Regions from separate parts of the Mus musculus genome. Here regions 2, 3, 4, 5, 6 and 7 are each linked to region 1. Evidence: chromatin contacts called from public promoter capture Hi-C data. All regions are on one chromosome and are shown on one strand. Each heading gives the region's core, a stretch centred on a gene start, on an enhancer-like site or on the middle of the called end of the contact. The rest is flanking DNA. Distances are from core to core; before and after follow the strand shown.

Region 1 (2,510 bases), core at 6-2,505:
GAAGAGCAGCCAGTGTTCTTAACAACCAACCCACCTCTCTAGACCCTAACATACTTTTAGTATGGAAATGTCTGTTACTTCTACAAAGAGGACGTGGGCCCTACCTGGGTCGGGGAAACCCGTCTTGTGAATCCAGAGTCTTTATTCTCGGGCTCTACATTGCCTCTAAATGCATCTGTCCTCATCTTCACACAAACTAGACCTGAAGTCTTGCGCTCCCTTCTACATGTTCCTCCCAATTTCCTCATGTCAGGTAACAGCCTGTCAGCTATCCACCTAAACCAGGCAGAAACTTGGAAATCAACTTTGATCTCATTCCCTAACATGTACCCACCCCAACTTAGGATACTTTTTTTTCAAAATAGTTCTCAGATGTTCCTCAAAGTGCATTATCTACCCACTTTTTTTTTTAAAGCCTTTTTCACCCAAAGCCACAATCACCGGTCTCCTAGAAGACTACAAAAGGTCACTCACTACTTTCTCCGTTTCCTTATTTTTAAAATTTGTTTGAGACAACGTATTGTTATGTTGCCCAGTCCAGCCTTGAAATGACCTAGTCTCTTCCCTCAATCTCCGGGGTGTCTCCATTATTTATGTCTAAAATTTAACAATACACACAACACAGCTTTAAAATTCCTGTTTCACAGGTGTCTCCAGAGACAAATGCTCGTCGCTGTATAGTTCCTTCCAGAGTCGCAGTCTTCTTAGGTGTTAACTTGGCTGTTCAATGTATCCTACTAAAAATCAAGAACTCCTCAGGCTGCAGAGGGTGGTGGTGTGGAGCAGTGTTCCTGCCCCCTCAACCGCGGACAGAAGGAATCCCTTGGCACTTTTAGCCTGAGTTCCATCCCGCCATACAGTTTGCATAGCTCATGGCTGTCTTCACAACCCCTCTCCCTAACATCACACTAGTCGTTCTCTATGCAGCACTAGTCCCCATCCTTCACCGCTCTCAAGATTTGGGAATTACAAATTCATGGGTGAGTTTTTGAAGGGCCCCCCCGGGAGGAAGAAGAACGTTACGCAAACCAGAAAATCCCAGCAAAGCCTCAAGCTTAGTGGAGGAGATCACTATTCCCAGAAGCCCCTTCACCGTGGATTGGGTCGTCTCTCCACCCAAGACCCTTCGCGCGAGAAGACCGAGCATGCGCGAAGAGGTGTGCGCATGTGCAAAAAGACTACCGGGGTGGGGGGGCCGGACTGCACCTCCCAACAGGCTGCGGGGGGAGTGCGTCACTCCGCGTGACGAGCAGCTTCCGGCGTGGAGGGGCGGGGTTGCGCGCGCGGCTGAAGCAGCTGCTGGACCTGGGAGGGGAGCGGCCCTAGGGCCGCTAGGCGCTACCCGCGATGGAGGCCGTGCCCCGGATGCCCATGATCTGGCTGGACCTGAAGGAGGCCGGTGACTTTCACTTCCAGTCTGCGGTGAAGAAGGTGAGCACACCTTCGCCGCGCATCTCCGTCGTCTGCCCGCGCGTGACGCCCCCCCTGCGCGCCTGTCCCTCCCCGGGTTCCGTCACAGGTCGGGCCAGGCGTTTTCCCTTAGGATGGCCCACCCCTCCCCGGCCGGCACATCATCGTTTTCTCCGACTGGCAGTGCATCATTATGGGGACCCTCTTCCGGACTTCTGTCCCAGACCACCCGCGTTTCTACCGAGGTTCAGCGCTTCCTTGCGATGACGCTCCTGGACCCAGCTCTGCCCTGTTCCTCCATGTCCAGGGAGCCCCCGCGGGGAGCGATGGCGGTCCAGGGTCTACGGAGTCCATGCTAGGCCCGGGCCTTGGTGGCCTCCCAGTTCAAGACTGGACTAGGAAAGAATGTGTGTTTAAGACCGGAGCCCGAGTGGTCCATAGGAATGTCTGGCTCTTAGAGTGTGTGACTGAGTGTGTGTCTGTGTGCAGTTGGATGTCTGACCCTCCAATTCTCTATGGTCTCCTGACAAAATTTCTGTTCCAAAGTTCCTTTGAACCAAAAAGACAGTTTCTTGTTGATGATTAGAGGGCTTGAATCACGCTAGGGCTCTTGGCATCCTATGAGTCATTGTGCTGGCTAGAGCAGTCGTTTGGAGCTCACTGAGGCAAGGGGTTTCCGTGGTGAGATCAGGTGTGGTGATGTGGAACTGGGTAACCTCCGAGAGGGCCGTAGCAGCAGTGGGCAGGTGGGGAGCTGGGAGGAGTCTTGGGGATTTAGCACAGCAGCGGTTGGAGTAGACAGTCTAGAATCCTTTACCACTCCGTGGTATTTAGGGAAAGGAGGAGAAAGAAAATGGGTTTGGAAGTAGTTTCCGATGGACTTGCCTCCTGGATTCTCTTCATATCACCACTTCCTCTGATCAGGCCCTACTTGCTTGAGGATAGGGTGAGGTGCATTCAGGTGCCGGGTGTGTGGATGTGGTGGTGGTCCAAGCTGTGAGTATCAGACCCAGACAGAGCCTGGCACAAGAAGCTAGGCAGGTGCTCTTCCACAGAGATATATGCCCCCAGCCCAGACTCCTTTCCCCACCTGTAAGACC
Region 2 (2,510 bases), core at 3-2,502, 2.8 Mb after region 1:
AACGTGGATACAGGCCTAGACGGTCGTAGTAGAAGGTGGTGATATTCTGGTTGAAAAAACCCTCATTCGGTGTAGCCTTCACATCGAAGGCCCTAAGGTCCAGTGGCACTTTGTGGCGTGGGGCACATTCTTGTGTGGGCACGTTCCATGCTACCACAAAGGGTCGGCCAGTGAAGATGGGCGGCGCTGTGGGCTTAAGCTCCCCGGCCCATGCTACCTCCAGCACTAGGGCCAGTGTGATGATGGGACCTAGTCCTGCCCGCATGCTGGGGGCTACAGGAAGTGTTACCTGCCTGGTAGCAGCTCAGGAACTGAAGAAAGTGTGAGAGAGAACAAGTCAGTCTAGCAAATTCCAGAGATGTGTACGCACCTTCATCCCACATAAACTCCCCAAACCCATACTGTGCGGCACACCATGCTCCTGCTCAGATGGCCGAGGCTGTAACAGGTTTGGGAGATAGCAGGATGCTGATGGGTAGGCAAAAGACCTTAGGGAATTTACCGAAACCACAGAGCTCTTTCTAGAGCAGGGAGCTGCCCGTGGTTGGGCAAGAATCTCCTTTAGGTCCATGTCCTTTCTGAAAAAGGGACTGATTAGGCTACCGACTCACTGCTAGAGTCACTTACATGCCTGTATACCATACAGTAAATAGTTTTAAAACACTCTGAACACCCCATGTCCCCCACCCTCATTACGAACTCAGAATTGATTCTGAGAAGAGACAGCATTTGGGGCACAACGCATACAGAAGCTGGGAAGCTGTTAGGTACACTGCAGAGGAACTGGTATCTGTGCAATGTGCGCCAAGCAGAAGAGCAAGAACGTCAGGACTTAGTCTCGGGCACCGACACTCTTAGGATAGGAGGAGGCGCCCCGGGGACAAAGGGGCAGCGGACTTCCCACCGCGGTGCTCGCCGACCTGCCCTTCCCACCACAGCCACCAAGAATCTGTGTGAGCACTTCGCGACCGGCCCACACCCTCACCTCCCAGCACAAGGGGTCCCGGGTAAAGAGTATTCCACTCCGGTCTTTGTGCGGGACCCCGCCCCCGCCCCGCACGTGGGGCCAGAGTTCAGCCGGGTGGGGGTGGGGTTCCTGGGTCACTTATGAGGGCGCCCCTAGAGATTCAGAGCCCATCTCACAGGAAGAGAGTCACCAGGCTTGCGACGCCCGCCCTCACCTCGAACCAGGCGCCACCAGGACCCACGCCAGGGCCGCCGCCATCCTGGTACCAACCAAGCCCGATCCGGCCCTTCGCCCAAGCACTGCCCCAGCTCGAGCCTCTGTTGGCTCCGCCCCGAGGCCCGCGGGCCCTTTAAGAATCCTGCCTCGGAGGTGGGTGGATGGCAGAATTTACGGCCTCGTAGGGAGGGTGTGTTTCTCTTCCTTTTTGCCAGTGCTGCGTTTCGAGTTCGAGGACCCTTAGATCTTCTGTAGAGGAACATAGTTATGTATCTGAGATTGAATACCTCCTGGAATGGGGATTCCCGCTGGTTTTAGCCACCAGAGCTAACCAGCCTGAGATATTACCCCCACAATCTGTCGTCAGTGGAACAATCCACTCTTTGCAGCTGGCCTCTTAAAGGGATAGAACATTGGATGGGGCGGGCGCGAGCGGAATGAGGGGGTAGTGGTGGTAATGGCATTTGAAATAAAAGCTTATAGCTGAAGCCTTGACTGGGGGTAGCTGCGGATTCAATCCCACCTGTCTGAATATGGACTCTAGCAAAGTGGGCCCTTTGTCTAGTGTAAGAGATTTTGACACGAGTGGATCCAGAACCTCTTGGAACATTAATGACCCGCCTTCGCTGAGCCCAGGTTCCCTCCACTAGTCTGTCTGCGGTCAGAAGGAAGCCCCGCCTTTTGTTTTGCCCGTCTAGAGGAGGGGGCCTAGTACAGCTTCTGAGCCCTCCTTTGGCAAAGCAGACATAGTGGTTGTCCTGGTAACCAGGGGGGTGGGTCGCTGCCTTGCCAAAGGGATTGAAGTTCAGTCGGGCCAAAGGGGAAAGTGATCTAGCCACTTTCACCGGATCCACGCCAGGGCTTGCCAATTTACTGGATTCTCCCCGGACCAGTCTCTGCGACGAGGTGAAGGTGGGATGGTTGTCCATAGGGGTACCCACTCAACTCCAAATAAAGAGCAATTTGCCAAAGTTTCGGGCCTGACTTCGTAGAAAGGAGGCTTCAGTGTCTCCCTAGTACCCCGACTCCATATTCTGAACCTTTCTGCCTTGCAATCCCCTTCCAGTGAGGACTAGGTTTAGACCTGTACCCTCGCCTCTTAGATCTGCTCTCCAATGCACGACTCAAATCTCCGAAAGTCCGCTTCTGGCCGCCAGCCCCTTTCCCTACCGCAAGCTTGGAAGCTAGGGAGCGCCGCAGGAGTACACGCATTTATGGCAGTGCGGACTAGCTTTATGTACTACTCTGCGCTCACCTGAGTAGAGTCTCTCCAGCCAGGTTCCTTGCGCCAGCTGCTGCCCTCTGGGCAGTCTGCTGGGGATTTGAT
Region 3 (2,510 bases), core at 4-2,503, 2.7 Mb after region 1:
GTCATCTAGCTACCGGAAAGGTAGGCTTGGATGGCCTGTGTTCCTGGAGTTGTTGTCACCCCAGGGCCTGTTTCCTTAGGCCCTCAGCTCCCTGGCCCTCTTAGGCAGCATCTGGTCTTAGTTCATGGCTTTCACTTTACCCCACCCCCACCCCCTTCTCTCAGGCCAAAGGGCAAGACGACCATTTCTTTCTGATACAGAGGGAAACTGAGGCACGCTTGGGCTTGGCTGTGCTAGTGTTATGAGTCAGCAGGAAGGGAATCCAGGGCTTCGGGATTTGAGGAGTCCCGACTCCCAGCCTCAGGCAGGGAAGCATGAGACCCGGCCTCTGAAGGCATGCTTCACAGCGCCAGGAAGTAGATATGACATCAGGAGGTAGATATGACAAGAGAAGTCCAGCTTGGAGAGGAACAGCAGAGGCCATGGAATTAATCGGATCAGAGCCAGTGGCTGAGAAAAGAGAGGCACAGCTGTTGTCCCGGCCCCTTTAGCCTGAAAGGTCAACGCCTCCCCTAGCTCCCTACCCTCTGCCACCTGCCTCTGAGCACCGGAGCTGTAGGTGGGAATCAGGTAGAGGTGGCACTGACTACCAGCCAAGAAAGAGCCCTCCCTAAAATCTCTTTCTCACAAGTCCTGCCCCCGTTTCTGATGGGCAGGCTGACAGCAGTCACTCACTCGTAGAGTAGAGAGCATAGCGGTGCAAGGCTTGAAAAGACACAGTGCGATCTCCCCTTGTTTTCGCTGTCCTAGACCGTATTTGCTTCAGCCTCTAGGGTACTATCTCAGGGGAAGAAAAAAACTGATTGAGATAGCCCCTCCATCCACCCCTGCTAAGCAAAGGCGGTCGACCCAGGCAAGGTAGAAAAGGCGTAAGTCTGAAAGCCGTCCGTTCCAAGCCCCTCACTGAAGTTAAGCCTTCGGTATTCCTATTTCTTCTGGTTGAAGATCTCTTCGGGGATTTAGAGAAATGTAGGCAGAATGTTTCAGGGGTTCAGGGCAGTCACTGTCCTCACAAAGATCTCTGCTTTGACCTGAACCATCGCCCCGATCCTTCAAGGCTCTAGCGACCCCTCCCCAATCAGGCTCTCCCACCTATAGGCTTCGAGGTCACCAAGGGCACCGACTACCCCTTTGAGACAAGTCGGCCAGGCCCCCGCTCCTCCCCGGACCAGCCCCTCCTCCCTCGGGCAGCCTGGGATTGGCGGGCCGGGGGCGGGCCAGGGGCGGGGCCGGGCACCCTTCATCCCCTGCTGCTGCAGTTGCCGCTGCAGCCCTGCGCTCAGCCTGGAGCAGAGCGGATCTCACCCTCTGGAACGGAGTGTGCTGAACGTGCCCACCACGAGGCCAGGTACGGCCGGGGGATATAGAGCCACCAGCACAGGGGCGCTGGGCAGAAGGAGCCCACAATACCTCCCCCAGTGCATAGTCGGCTCTGGGAAGCTCTCCTTGTACCCCGAGACCCGGGCAGGCGTCTCAGCTTTCCGAGAGTCAGAATCTTGCGAGCTCCAGAGCACAGGTTTGTGAGCTTGCGGGTAGGCACCAGCTCCAAGCTTGCGCCAGGGTGCGGGGAGGGGCACCTCGTTGATTCCGCTTCTTGGTAGAGCCAAGCAGAACAGAAGGGGACAGCAGCCCGGGGTTAGATCCACAGAACACCTAGTTTGAAGCTCAGGAAACAGTGGACCGACTTCCTGAGTCAGGACCCGCGGGCACCAGCTAAAGAATGGCCGGGAGTAGACCCTGGAGCGCTGCCCCGACGGGCGCCTGAGAGGCAGATCCGCCGGTTGGCACGCCGGCGATCCGGGTATATTTATCCCGCTCTCTGGGCAGTTTGAGGGCAGATCGGGCCGGGACGCCTGAGGGGCCACGGGGTACATGCTGGCCCCAGAACCAGTGCCATTTGCAGTGAGGCCAGCGGGCACTGCCTGCTCTGGGTTTTTGTGACACTTAGGCTTGAGGGCGGGGTGCAATGGGCGCTCCTGTCCACCTGTGGACCTGGCTGGCCGAGGTGTGAGAACTAGCCAGGGCGCAGGACTCAGTTTTCATGAATGCGTGCCGTTTGTTTACACTAGAGAAGGGGGCCAAGGATGGAGCACGTGAGAACTGCGCCCCAAGCGCAGCTCCCCCTCGTCACGTGACCTGAGACCTGAATCCAGGTCTTCTTTCTCCTGTGTGCGGAGGGAGGGGGCTCTTGCACCCTGAGGAGTAACCACGAAGGACATCTCCATGGCACTTTAGCCCACCAGTCCTGTTCTTCCCCCTTTGCTTTCTCCACGTCCCGCCATTACATTGTCCCCTAAAAGAGACCCCTGGCACACAATCTGGGGTAGGGGCTTATTTTCCAGAAAAGAGGTCAGTCCCTTGGATGATTCGTTGTGTGATAGGGTGTTAGAAAGCTAGATAAATCCAAGGATCGTTCGATTTGGAAATAGGGAACATCTGCACAGCTGTGGAAACCTCCCCTAAGAAGCCCCATGATGGGAGAGATCAGGAGTGCATGAGGCCATGCCCGG
Region 4 (2,510 bases), core at 6-2,505, 2.5 Mb after region 1:
GTTCCAACCAGAAGGCCTGGTGAAGCGAACCGTTTTCTGGATACCCACACACTCAGGCAAGAAGGCTGAGTGGAGCAGATAAAGCCCACCTCCCACCTCCAATAGACTTTGATTTCTGCAGCAAGTGCTCCTGGAAAAGCTGGTCCTGAGCCGTTATGCAAGGGAGGTGTCTGAGAACAGCTCCAGTGGTCTCTACAGGAACACTTTTTAGGCAGTTCCTCTAAGTGCTCCCAGGGCATGCAACTTTTCCTAGAAGCCTCTAGCAGAGCCTATGAACAAAATCACCAAGAACAAAAACAAACAAACAAACAAAAAGCTGATGCTGTCCCTCCTTCCAATGCGCCTCCCTCCTTCAGATTGCTCCTGAGAGAGGAGGGTCTTGCAAAAGCCCCTCCTTACTAGCTTCAAACAACCTTGATCTTTTTTCCTGTTCTAACAGCGCTTCAAATTTGATCTTGACCCCTTTGGTCCACTTGGGAGGACGACTCAGAAAGTCTGACAGTCAGGGCTCAATTGGGACTGTGATGTGGCTGCTTCAGCAGGATGCCTCCAGGATCTACAATGAGCCTAGTTCCTTGTCACCTCTAGAGGCCACTCCCCTTCCTGACAAAGGCTGCTCACAGTTCCCAAGCAAACTCTACCTAGAAAGGGTTGGCTCACCCTTTCAGACCTGCCTGCCTCGCTCCACCATCCTCCTTTTAAAGAGAACTCTGTGGGCCGAATATGTCCGAATTGGGGGTTGGTGTCTGCTGCCTATGGGACATTGCTCTCCCGGCCAAAGGATGAGTTCTCGCCTCATCTTTCTTAGTGCCTAGCTGGGACCAGCCGGCTAAAGGACCCCAAAGAGCCGCAGTACCCCTATCGGGGCAGTAGATGGCCGGGACACCCCCCCCCCCTAGTTTTCAAGCCCCTCCCTCTAAAGATGACAGCTTGCCCGCCTCTCGCCGCCCCCAGGCCACGTGGGTTAGCAGTCGAACTCACCTGTTTCTTGGGGAAACACAGGACCTACCGAGGGTACCAGTCACTGCCCTCTGCCAGACCCCTGGGGAGATATAAGTGTCCAGCAGTGCCTGGCCTCAGAGTGCAACTTCGCGGGGCTACCGCCCCTGGAGGATACAGACATGGCCACAGCGGAGGAACCGATCTCTCCTGCCGACCCTTAACCGGCCACCGGCGCAGGAAGACAGCTTTCACCGGCCTCTGGTGGCGGAGGCCCGGTTCCAGCCTCTTGGCCAGCCCCAGCCCGCCCCTGTGTGCATTGTGGGAAATGTAGTCCGTAACTCTCCGCAGCCTTAAAGCTGCGGGAGCGGTTCCGGGCTCCCGAGCCTGGCGATGCCAGAGGCGGGGTCTGACCTAGGACCCGGGTTGCCTCACCTGGCACCGCCTTCTTCCGTGTCTTAGAGGCGGGTCCTCTACCCTTCCCCCCAAACACCCACTAGATGTTTACTTTAAGGGACCAGAACGAACGTCAGTATTTCCCCACCGATCATGGAAAGATGATAAGTTTAGGGAGCTGGATAAATGCCACTAGTGAGCACAACCACATAGACTGTACAAGACGCGGACGTGTTGAAAAGACTCAAAAATTGTTGCTTAAAAAGACCTTAAGTCTGGTCACAGTATATTATTTTAAGGCAATAGAAAGCACAATTCTCAACAATTCACATAAACTGACCCGGGGAGCTTTTAAAAAAACATTAATGCCTGGACACTATCCTATAGATTTTTACTTAATGGGATGAATGTGAGGTACGAGGCATCGGAGTTGTTTGAAAAAGCTCCTGGGTGATTTCTAAGGGCAAGGAACCACTGCTTATAATTTCCTAGACACAAAGTAATAAAAACAGGAAAACAAGTTTTCCCAGCAGCCCTTATTTCTGGTGAATAGTTTGAAGAAGCAAAATTAGGGAATGGCTAGTATTACTTATATTTTATCTGAAGCAATTTGCTTACTTTTCAAGCTTCATGGTTAGTCATCCCAATAGTTCTGAGATAAAGGACAAAGTCAAAAACCTCTGACTTTTCCTTGCAGTTTGACAGGCTCCCTAAGGAGGTCGGAGAAGTTGGGGATCTCTCTCTTCTCTCTCTTCTCTTCTCTCTCTCTCTCTCTCTCTCTCTCTCTCTCTCTCTCTCTCTCCCTCCCTCCCTCCCTCTCTCCCATGCGAATTTGAAATCTGGCTCCATAATACTGGCATATGTGTGCTCTCTCTCTCTCTTTCTCTCTCTCTCTCCCTCCCTCCCTCTCTCCCATGCAAATTTGAAATCTGGCTCCATAATACTGGCATATGTGTGACTGACATGATGACAACCTGTGACCTTTTCCTGGAGATAGTTTCCACAGGGTTACCAGACCCTTAAATGCTGGGTAAGGGAAGCGTCCCATGTGAGAGGGAGTTCGTTCCTTTGCAGTGGAGACTGAGAAGGGGAGTGGAACTTCTCCAAGTCTCCATAGGTCTTTCAGGATTTCCTCTCTTTGCTTGCTCTGGCTTCCAGGTTCCTACCTTGAAGCA
Region 5 (2,510 bases), core at 7-2,506, 2.5 Mb after region 1:
AATTTCCAAGTTAGGAAAGGGAGGCTCAGAAGTCACTGAATCTGCCAGTAATCAACTCAGAGGGGGAGGGGAAGCCAGCCTACTTCTGCAAAGGTGGTCCTGGGGGCCCCAAAGCCTGAGCCTGTGTTTGGAGGCTGGTGTGCAAAAGACCCACTAGAGTCGTATAGACCAGCTAGGAGCTTTTGGTGAGGAAAAGGGGGCCCTGTTCTCTAGGAAGGAACCTGCTAGAACAGGTTTGGGGTCGGGGAGCAGTTGGCAGCCCTTCATGGGGCTGGGGCTCAAAAGCCCAGGGTCTCCTGTCAAGCAATAGCAAGCTGAAAAAGACAGAGAGGCTAACGCTTTAATTGTCCCCTGCGACTCCAGGCAGAGTCCCTGCTCTTCACCATGGTACCACTCTGACCCCCTTCCCCAGTGCTGCTGGCTCGCCCCCGCTGGCACAGCAACACACATGCGGGAGGCACACGTGTGAGCAGCAAGCCCCGCACCTCCCAGCAGAAACATGTGCGCCCCGCACCCCCACCTCGCACGTGTGTCAGTGCGCTGCGCCCCCACCTCCCTTGACAAAAGACCCTCAGAAGGCTTGGAAGCCTGAACTTAGCTTGGGGGCCAATAGTCCACTCGGGCTTAGAACCTCCTCCCCCAGCCCCGCAGCAGCCCCGCCCAGCCCCCTCCGGATTGTCGCCCATAAAGAACTCTCCGTTGTCATGGAAATTAGTGACTGCCAAACCAGAGGGAGGGGGCCCCCAGGGGCAGTTGGGGAGGGGCTGAAGACCGCTCTAGGAGCGAGGATGGACCGCTCGGCCCTTGGCCCTTTACCCCTATAAGGGGCACCACGAATCTTCGAGGGTTTATGTTTTTTACAATTCGGAGCTGCAGAGGCTTTCTCTGGGACCCTCCCAAGCCGTCAGAGGTAATGGGGAACTTTAGCCCAACCCCGCACGCCACCCCACCTCGCATCTGCAGAAACGGTGCGCTGTGCCCCTGCTTGGGACCCCCAGAGTCCTCGCGGTGATCGCGCGCATCCTGCGCGGGGATTCTCTAACCAGGGAAACAATCTCCCAAGGCCCCCCAACGTGCATCCAGGAGGCGCCCTCCCCACCGGCCCAGCCCTCCCTGCTCCGCACCTGCAAAGCTGGTCGGTCACAGGCAGGAAGCGATAACCCGCTCAGCAGGGCTCCGGGGGCGGCGGGCAGAATCCGCTCCGGGCACGCGGGGCAGACGCGGCGCCAGCTGCAGCCGCTTCGACTCCAGAACCTCCAGCATCGCCAGTCGCTCTCTGGCAGCGGATTCGCACCCCGGGCCGGGGGCGGGCTGGGGGCGGGGCCTCCTCGCCCGGCCCGCCCCCACCCTGGCAGACCCGGAGACTGGAATCCCACTCGAGGGAGGGCGCATGCAGGTTGGCGGCGAACACCTGCTAGGCTCACTTAGGCCATCAGACTCAAAACCCAGCAACAGGAGGCGAAGGGGCCCTTCCTAATCCCGAAGTAAGGAGTTAGGAGTGAGGACTTGGAGAAGAACCTGAGTCCTGGAACTGCACAGGAGTCTCCTGGCTAGAAGTAGTTTGCAGGAGACCAGGGCCCTGCCCAGTTCCCCAACCCTGATCCAAAGGGTTGGATCTACTTAGAACCACATGGGCAGTCCCTGGAGCACCTCCTAGACAGGAATAAACACACAGGACTATGTGTGCAATTGTGATCAATTTGGAAATGACAAGACAGTGAGGCCCTCAGACCATCCTACATCCAACTCCTGTGAAGCCAAAATCTTTCCCAACTAAATTACCAGCCTCATGGCTGGCTCAGTCAGTCCCCTCTGTATAGTTCTGAATTTCCCAAACTAAAAGTCACCTATGATGTAGCATGGGGTCTGCTTTCTTCTCTTTGTAATAATCCTTAAACATTTCCTAAGCAACATGACCCAGGTGACCTGGGCTAGGTTATGGTATTGTGGAAGTACTAGGAAGGAATTTCCAATGAAGTTCTTAACCATATTTCTGTCCCTTCTCAAGGAGGCAAGAGGACTGAAGGTCCATCCCACTGCCCATCAAGTCCTGAGGACCATCCTGAGACAATAAATAAAGGCCACATTTAGGTTTTCCATTGTCTGGACCCAGGCTCCATTCCATCTTACCCTGCTAGTGATCTGCCCGGCCCAGCCATCCTGGGAACAGGGTCACATGTTGAGCAAGCCTATTTGCATTACCACCCATAGCTGAGGACAGATGGGACCCAACAAGTGAAGAACTTGGGGCTGAAGCCAGAAGATTGCCAGAGAAATTGCTTCAGGGTTTCTGGATAACCTCTTCCAGAAGGGTTGTTGAGTTCTTCATGTCTTTCCCCGACTCTGGTCACTTCCTCTAGGCCATGTTATCATTGTATCTGGGCCCCTGAGTACGAAGAGTCTTGGCCATTAACATCCATCCCAGTACTGGATAGGAACCTTTTGGCAAACTTGACAGAGCCTATGTCTAATCTCACAATGCTCAACTAATGTTTGCAGAAGGAAGGAAA
Region 6 (2,510 bases), core at 7-2,506, 2.4 Mb after region 1:
CTCCTGCTTGGCCTCCTTAATCGTCTTTTGTGGGTTTCATATGACGACAACATACAAGACACCTGTGTGGCGAACCTAAGGGACCCTGGGTAAAAATGTGATTTACAGCAGCCAGGACCCTTTCTAGAGCTGCATACTCTTTTGGGGATTGCCAGCCCCGCCTCCATCTTGACTCTAAGCTTGACTCGCTGTTTTCATCAAGCATCAACAGCTTTCAGCTCTGCTTTTGTCTGCAGACAGGGTCTTGCTAGGTAGCTCTGCCTGGCCCGCCCGCAACCCATGGCAATCCTCCTCCTTCAGCCTAGTGCATGAGCTCCCATACCCTAGTTCAGTTTTTGTTTTTAATAGTCCCAACACTCCTACGTCTCCTAACGGACTGTCTCTTTAAGAGACAAAATTAATCAAATCATCATCATCCTTATCCTCCTAAACCACATACTCCAAGTCGAGCACCAAACAACTTATACCCCAAATAAAACTCTGCCACTGTGGACATTTAGCTAGGTTCTTCAAGAAGCAGTAAACAGTGAGCCCTGAAGAGCACGGAAGACGCCGAGGGATCTCGGTGATGCCAGGCAGAGGATCATAGCCCTACCAAAAGCACAGGGCCCCGATACCACCCTCCTTGGCTCAGAAGGCATTTTAGGCCTGTTTCGTCTCATCTTAGTCTCAAGCGGCCTGAAAATTTACTCGCAGGAGTATGAAATCTTAAGAGCGACGTAACGTTTATCGCTGATTTGGAGGAACGTTACGGCCGGGAGAACGAGCTGGCAGCAACCACGTCTCAGCACGCCGGCTCTCAGGCACCCAGGGATTCGGTCTGAAAGGCAGGTTTCCCGGTACCCCGCCGGCCGGTCCCAGGGCTCAGGGCTCTCCGACCTCCACCCGGGCTGCCCACCCAGCCTCCGTGTCAACATCTGGGAGGCTCGGCGGAAGGCCAACCAGGATGCTGGAATGATGTTCCAGTGATGCTCGCCCCAAGTCCCGACCCTACCTACGCGCGCCAGCAACAACCCCGCGCCCGCCGCCACCCTCGCCGTGGGTGTCGGGCGGGTCTTTTGGCCCGACTCCTGTCACTCACCGGCCCGACTCGGGCAGCGGGCGCCCAAGGCTCCCCACGGGAGCTGGGCCCCCCGGGCCTCCAGGTCTCGGCCCGCCCCCCTGGCAGGCGGCGCTGGTGGCTGAGCCCCGCAGCAGCGGCCCCTCACCGGCCGCTCGGTCCAGCTCCTGGCGCTGCCCACTGGGTACGGATCAACAACAAGATGGCGGCCAGCCGAGGGGGCGGGGGCCGGGCGTCATAGTAACCAAGGACAGCAAAGAACCCGCCCCTAACTGAGGTTATCTCCAATCAATAGCCTCTTCTTGGGACGCCTGAAGGAGTTCTTCGCGTTGATTCGTCAACTGTTCCGTCAGTCAGGGCGTGCCTCTCGTGCAGAATGCCTGGGGCACGTGACTGTGACGGCAGGAATTGACGCATGCGCGCCATTCTCAGGTTTGCTAGCAGTGGAGCTTTTAGCAGCGATGGGGGTGATGCTGGAGAGCCCTTCGTTTTCTCACCTGCGCAATCGTTTCGGTTTTGAGCTGGCAGCGTTTATCATCCTCTCGCACACACTTAGGGAATGTCATAGGTACGGTATTTGCTTTGTCCCCTGCCTCTGTGCTTGGGATCGTCCCTAGTTAACTGGTGAGGAAACTGAGGCGCAGAAAAGAGCCTGAGCCAAGGTCACACAGTCTTAGGAAGTGGTGGCGATGGGTCCTTCTACTCTTCTAGCTCCGGAGTTAGTGTTTTCTAAGCGTCTCCCAGCGTTGTCTCTCACCAGTCCCGAGGCACAGCCGTCTGTGCTACCTCTTCGATTTCGGCTTCCCCTTTCCCCGGCTTATTTTGCATAAGAATTCAATCTGCAACCAGCTCAAGTCTCAGCACATAGTGATCGCTCTTATTTGCCTCAGAGCACCGTTAAGTTCCTGTGACACAGTGTCTTTTTGCCCTTGGCTATCATGATCTATCTCCAAGGCAAACTATGAGTCCGAAAATGACCATCCCTTGTTCTCCATAAGTAGACACCTAACCCGGGGCTTTTGGCTTCAAGGTTAGGATACATCACAGCACCTGGTCCCACACCAAAACGCCCTAACTCTGAGAACTTTGAGCTTTAGCTTCTCTTTAGTTGCTCTGTCTATAAAATGAAGATGAACAAGAAACAGACTTAATAAGCTCTTAGAGTAAGCCAAGTACTCAGGAAAAAACACTTATAGCCGCTCAGGCTGCTGAAACTGAAGTCTCTAACACTCTTCTTTTGATAGACACCCCATTAAGAGAGATGGTTCAGTGGTTAAGAGTACTTGCTGTTCTCACAGAGAACCTGGGTTCTGTTCCTAGCACCCACATCACCCAGCTCAAAGCTTTATGGGGGGTCTAACACCCTCTTCATGGGCACCAGCACACATGTGGCATATATTCATACAGACACACATACATATAAAACTAATTTTTAGAGTTTTTCTTAGGC
Region 7 (2,510 bases), core at 5-2,504, 2.3 Mb after region 1:
CCTTGTTCGAAACTCCCCCCCCCCCCCCAGTCCCCCATGGCTGAGACTTTAATCCTTAGTATAGTCAAGAATAGTTCAAGCTGGATATCATAGCCCACACATTTAATCCCAGCTCTTGGGAGACAGAGATAGGTGGGTCTCTGTGAGTTTGAGGCCAGAACTACGTAGAGAAACTAAACAAATATAAGTTAAGCAGCACTAGAAAATAAGAAACAGAGATTAAAGAGTATCAATTTTGCCTCAAGTAAGAAAGAAAGCACTCATTCAAGGGGGCCCATAGCTGGTCTAAAAGACCAGCCACTCTCAAGCTATATGGAGGAGGGGGAGATACCTACTGTTGCCCAACCACTCTTGCTCTCTGCTGTCACCTAAGTCAACCTAGTCCTGTGTCGTGTGCAGGAGACTGTCTGCCTAGGCTCTTCTTTCCACAGCACGCTCGCTGCTCTTAGGTGAAGTCTGACCCTCCACATCGGCCCTTGGAGTAGGTTGAGACCCAGTCGGCTCACGATCCGCAGCAAGGAGCTTCTGAGAAGGGCGGGTTAAGGCTGTGGCAACAGATAGCTTTAGGGGCAAGTCTGGTGATTGATAAGCCAGGGTAGCACCCAGAGAGTTCAGCACCGCCCTTTGCCCGGCGCCCCAGGGCTCCACCCGGGAACCTAAGTTTCCCACTCCTAATCGCCTGGCTTGCAGTAGATGGGGAGAGCGCTGAAAGAGATCCCTGCGACTGAGGCGCCCCGCAACATTCCGCTTTCACAGACCCGCTAGTCTCTGTATTCGGTTCCCACCCGTCCCCGCCCCCGCCCCCGCCCCCTCATCCTTAAGGATCATTAGTGTTCCTCCGAAGCCCCACCCTTCGAACGCTCAGGGCTTTCTCTCTGATCCCGCAGCTTTCAGCTCACAGTCGGCTGGAGTCCAATCCTACTTCCTTCACTCCTCCCAGACCTGCCCTGTCTCTGAACACCGGCTCTGTATTCTGCTGCTATACGTCCGCCCTCACTCCTCGGAGCCTCCCCTCTCTAAAAATCCCAGGACTCGACTCCCTGATTCTGCCTCCCACTTGCCTAGTCTTCGACTGAATTTTTGTTTCCCGCTCCTCCCCTCCGGGCGGCTCCTTCGTAGGCCCCGCCTTCTTACTATCCAGGCCCCGCCCCCTGCCGACTGGCCGGAGCTTATACAGGGCCCTGCGGGTCCCAGGTCGCCACTGAGTGTAGCGGAAACTGGGGACCGCCTTAGGCCCCGCCCCCGGAGCTTCACTTCCGGGACTTAGCTGCTACCGAAAGACCGACTATGGAGCGTCAGGTGAGGGCTCGGCCCGTGGCCCCCGTGGCCTCCGTAGCCCGGGCTGAGCCTGACCCTGGTGTGTCCCCTGCGCAGGTGCTGCTGAGTGAGCCCCAGGAGGCGGCAGCGCTGTACCGGGGCCTTAGCCGCCAGCCTTCGCTGAGCGCCGCCTGCCTGGGCCCGGAGGTCACCACGCAGTATGGGGGCCTCTATCGGACTGTGCACACTGGTGTGTAGACCGAGGGAACTGGGTGGCGACGGGCCGTGCATCCAGGTGGAGAGATGGGGACTGTGGAGGGCACGCTGCTTGACACGGGTTTGGGGAGGAAACCCAACTGTAGTTCCTGCGCACAGGTGTTTTGGGGGCTGCACTAGCCTTACTGATAAATAATTCCGTAAATGAGTTGAAGGTGTGGGAGTAAAATTCAGACCTGAGTGCAAGGTGTGGGCCTCGCAGGACTCTCCGGCCCTTACATTCTACAACCCAACAACAGCTATGTTGCCCTTAAAATTCTGTGGTTGGTAGTGGGTTCTCTCTGACCGTCAGCTCAGGCTCTGGGAGCCTAGGCTTAGGTTATATTAAGTGAAGTGTTGTCCAGGCTATACTCAGGCTGTCCGGAGACAGACTGGGAAAGATAGGCCTTGATTGGTGGGCAGTGGTCCAAACTGGCCCAGACAAGTTGAGCAGCCCCCTGCCTCCCTTGCAGAGTGGACTCAGAGGGACTTGGATCGAATGGAGAACATCCGATTCTGCCGCCAGTACCTAGTGTTCCATGATGGAGACTCGGTGGTGTTTGCCGGGCCTGCGGGCAACAGTGTGGAAACCCGGGGGGAGTAAGTGTGACAGGAGCAGTCTGTAGACAAGACCGCAGCCACCTGCCTTGCTAGCCTTTCATAAATGTCGCCATGTGTCCTTAGGGTGTTGTGCTCTGTGCCTATCCCCTTCAGGGACAACTTTGGGTGGCTTCAGGGGAGCAAAGAGCAAGGTGCCTGACCCCTGAGAGCTTGTCTGGTCTCTGGAGACATGGCCTGATAAATACTAGGAGCTTCTTCTAAACTAGGGCCTAGGTCCCTAGGACTCTGGAGACAGTCGAGTCAGTAACCTAAGGAAGAGAAAAAAGGCCAGCCAGCTTGAGGCTGGGAGTGCTTCATGGGCTGGTATGATTTCAGAGTCCCAGTTAGCTGGGAGATAGCCTCCTGTGCGGCCAATTCTGATTTTATAACGCCAGACC

What was found. Promoter capture Hi-C pulls out the DNA fragments that hold promoters and counts their contacts.
Region 2: a contact with region 1 is called in a promoter capture Hi-C map of pre-B cells, with 8 times the contacts expected there. The contact joins the promoter of Hyal2 here to the promoter of Ptpn23 in region 1. A contact is called at or near these places in 4 of 39 promoter capture datasets (the C10 cell line, hippocampal neurons, neutrophils and 1 more) and 2 of 9 other capture datasets (adipose tissue and liver).
Region 3: a promoter capture Hi-C map of liver shows a contact between it and region 1, with 4 times the contacts expected there. The contact joins the promoter of Slc38a3 here to the promoter of Ptpn23 in region 1. A contact is called at or near these places in 3 of 39 promoter capture datasets (liver and pre-B cells).
Region 4: a contact with region 1 is called in a promoter capture Hi-C map of liver, with 3 times the contacts expected there. The contact joins the promoter of Mon1a here to the promoter of Ptpn23 in region 1. A contact is called at or near these places in 4 of 39 promoter capture datasets (the C10 cell line, liver and pre-B cells).
Region 5: a contact with region 1 is called in a promoter capture Hi-C map of liver, with 6 times the contacts expected there. The contact joins the promoter of Camkv here to the promoter of Ptpn23 in region 1. A contact is called at or near these places in 6 of 39 promoter capture datasets (hippocampal neurons, liver, neutrophils and 2 more).
Region 6: a contact with region 1 is called in a promoter capture Hi-C map of pre-B cells, with 3 times the contacts expected there. The contact joins the promoter of Ip6k1 here to the promoter of Ptpn23 in region 1. A contact is called at or near these places in 3 of 39 promoter capture datasets (liver, neutrophils and pre-B cells).
Region 7: a contact with region 1 is called in a promoter capture Hi-C map of pre-B cells, with 2.7 times the contacts expected there. The contact joins the promoter of Apeh here to the promoter of Ptpn23 in region 1.

The regions. Positions count from the first base shown.
Region 1 is chr9:110,406,955-110,409,464 of GRCm38.p6, reverse strand. Ptpn23 (protein tyrosine phosphatase, non-receptor type 23) reads left to right here and starts at 1,255. Exons shown (of 25, transcript NM_001081043.1): 1 at 1,255-1,431. The coding sequence starts at 1,348.
Region 2 is chr9:107,567,905-107,570,414 of GRCm38.p6, reverse strand. Hyal2 (hyaluronoglucosaminidase 2) reads right to left here and starts at 1,252. Exons shown (of 4, transcript NM_010489.2): 1 at 1,182-1,252; 2 at 1-311. The coding sequence starts at 265.
Region 3 is chr9:107,666,142-107,668,651 of GRCm38.p6, reverse strand. Slc38a3 (solute carrier family 38, member 3) reads left to right here and starts at 1,253. Exons shown (of 16, transcript NM_001199217.1): 1 at 1,253-1,348.
Region 4 is chr9:107,886,874-107,889,383 of GRCm38.p6, reverse strand. Mon1a (MON1 homolog A, secretory traffciking associated) reads right to left here and starts at 1,255. Exons shown (of 6, transcript NM_028369.3): 1 at 982-1,255.
Region 5 is chr9:107,934,666-107,937,175 of GRCm38.p6, reverse strand. It overlaps Camkv (CaM kinase-like vesicle-associated), which reads right to left and starts at 1,256. Exons shown (of 11, transcript NM_145621.2): 1 at 1,125-1,256.
Region 6 is chr9:108,001,394-108,003,903 of GRCm38.p6, reverse strand. Ip6k1 (inositol hexaphosphate kinase 1) reads right to left here and starts at 1,256. Exons shown (of 6, transcript NM_013785.2): 1 at 1,082-1,256. It overlaps 4930535L15Rik (RIKEN cDNA 4930535L15 gene), which reads left to right and starts at 1,485. Exons shown (of 4, transcript NR_166685.1): 1 at 1,485-1,628.
Region 7 is chr9:108,093,224-108,095,733 of GRCm38.p6, reverse strand. Apeh (acylpeptide hydrolase) reads left to right here and starts at 1,254. Exons shown (of 22, transcript NM_146226.2): 1 at 1,254-1,299; 2 at 1,375-1,507; 3 at 1,986-2,112. The coding sequence starts at 1,288.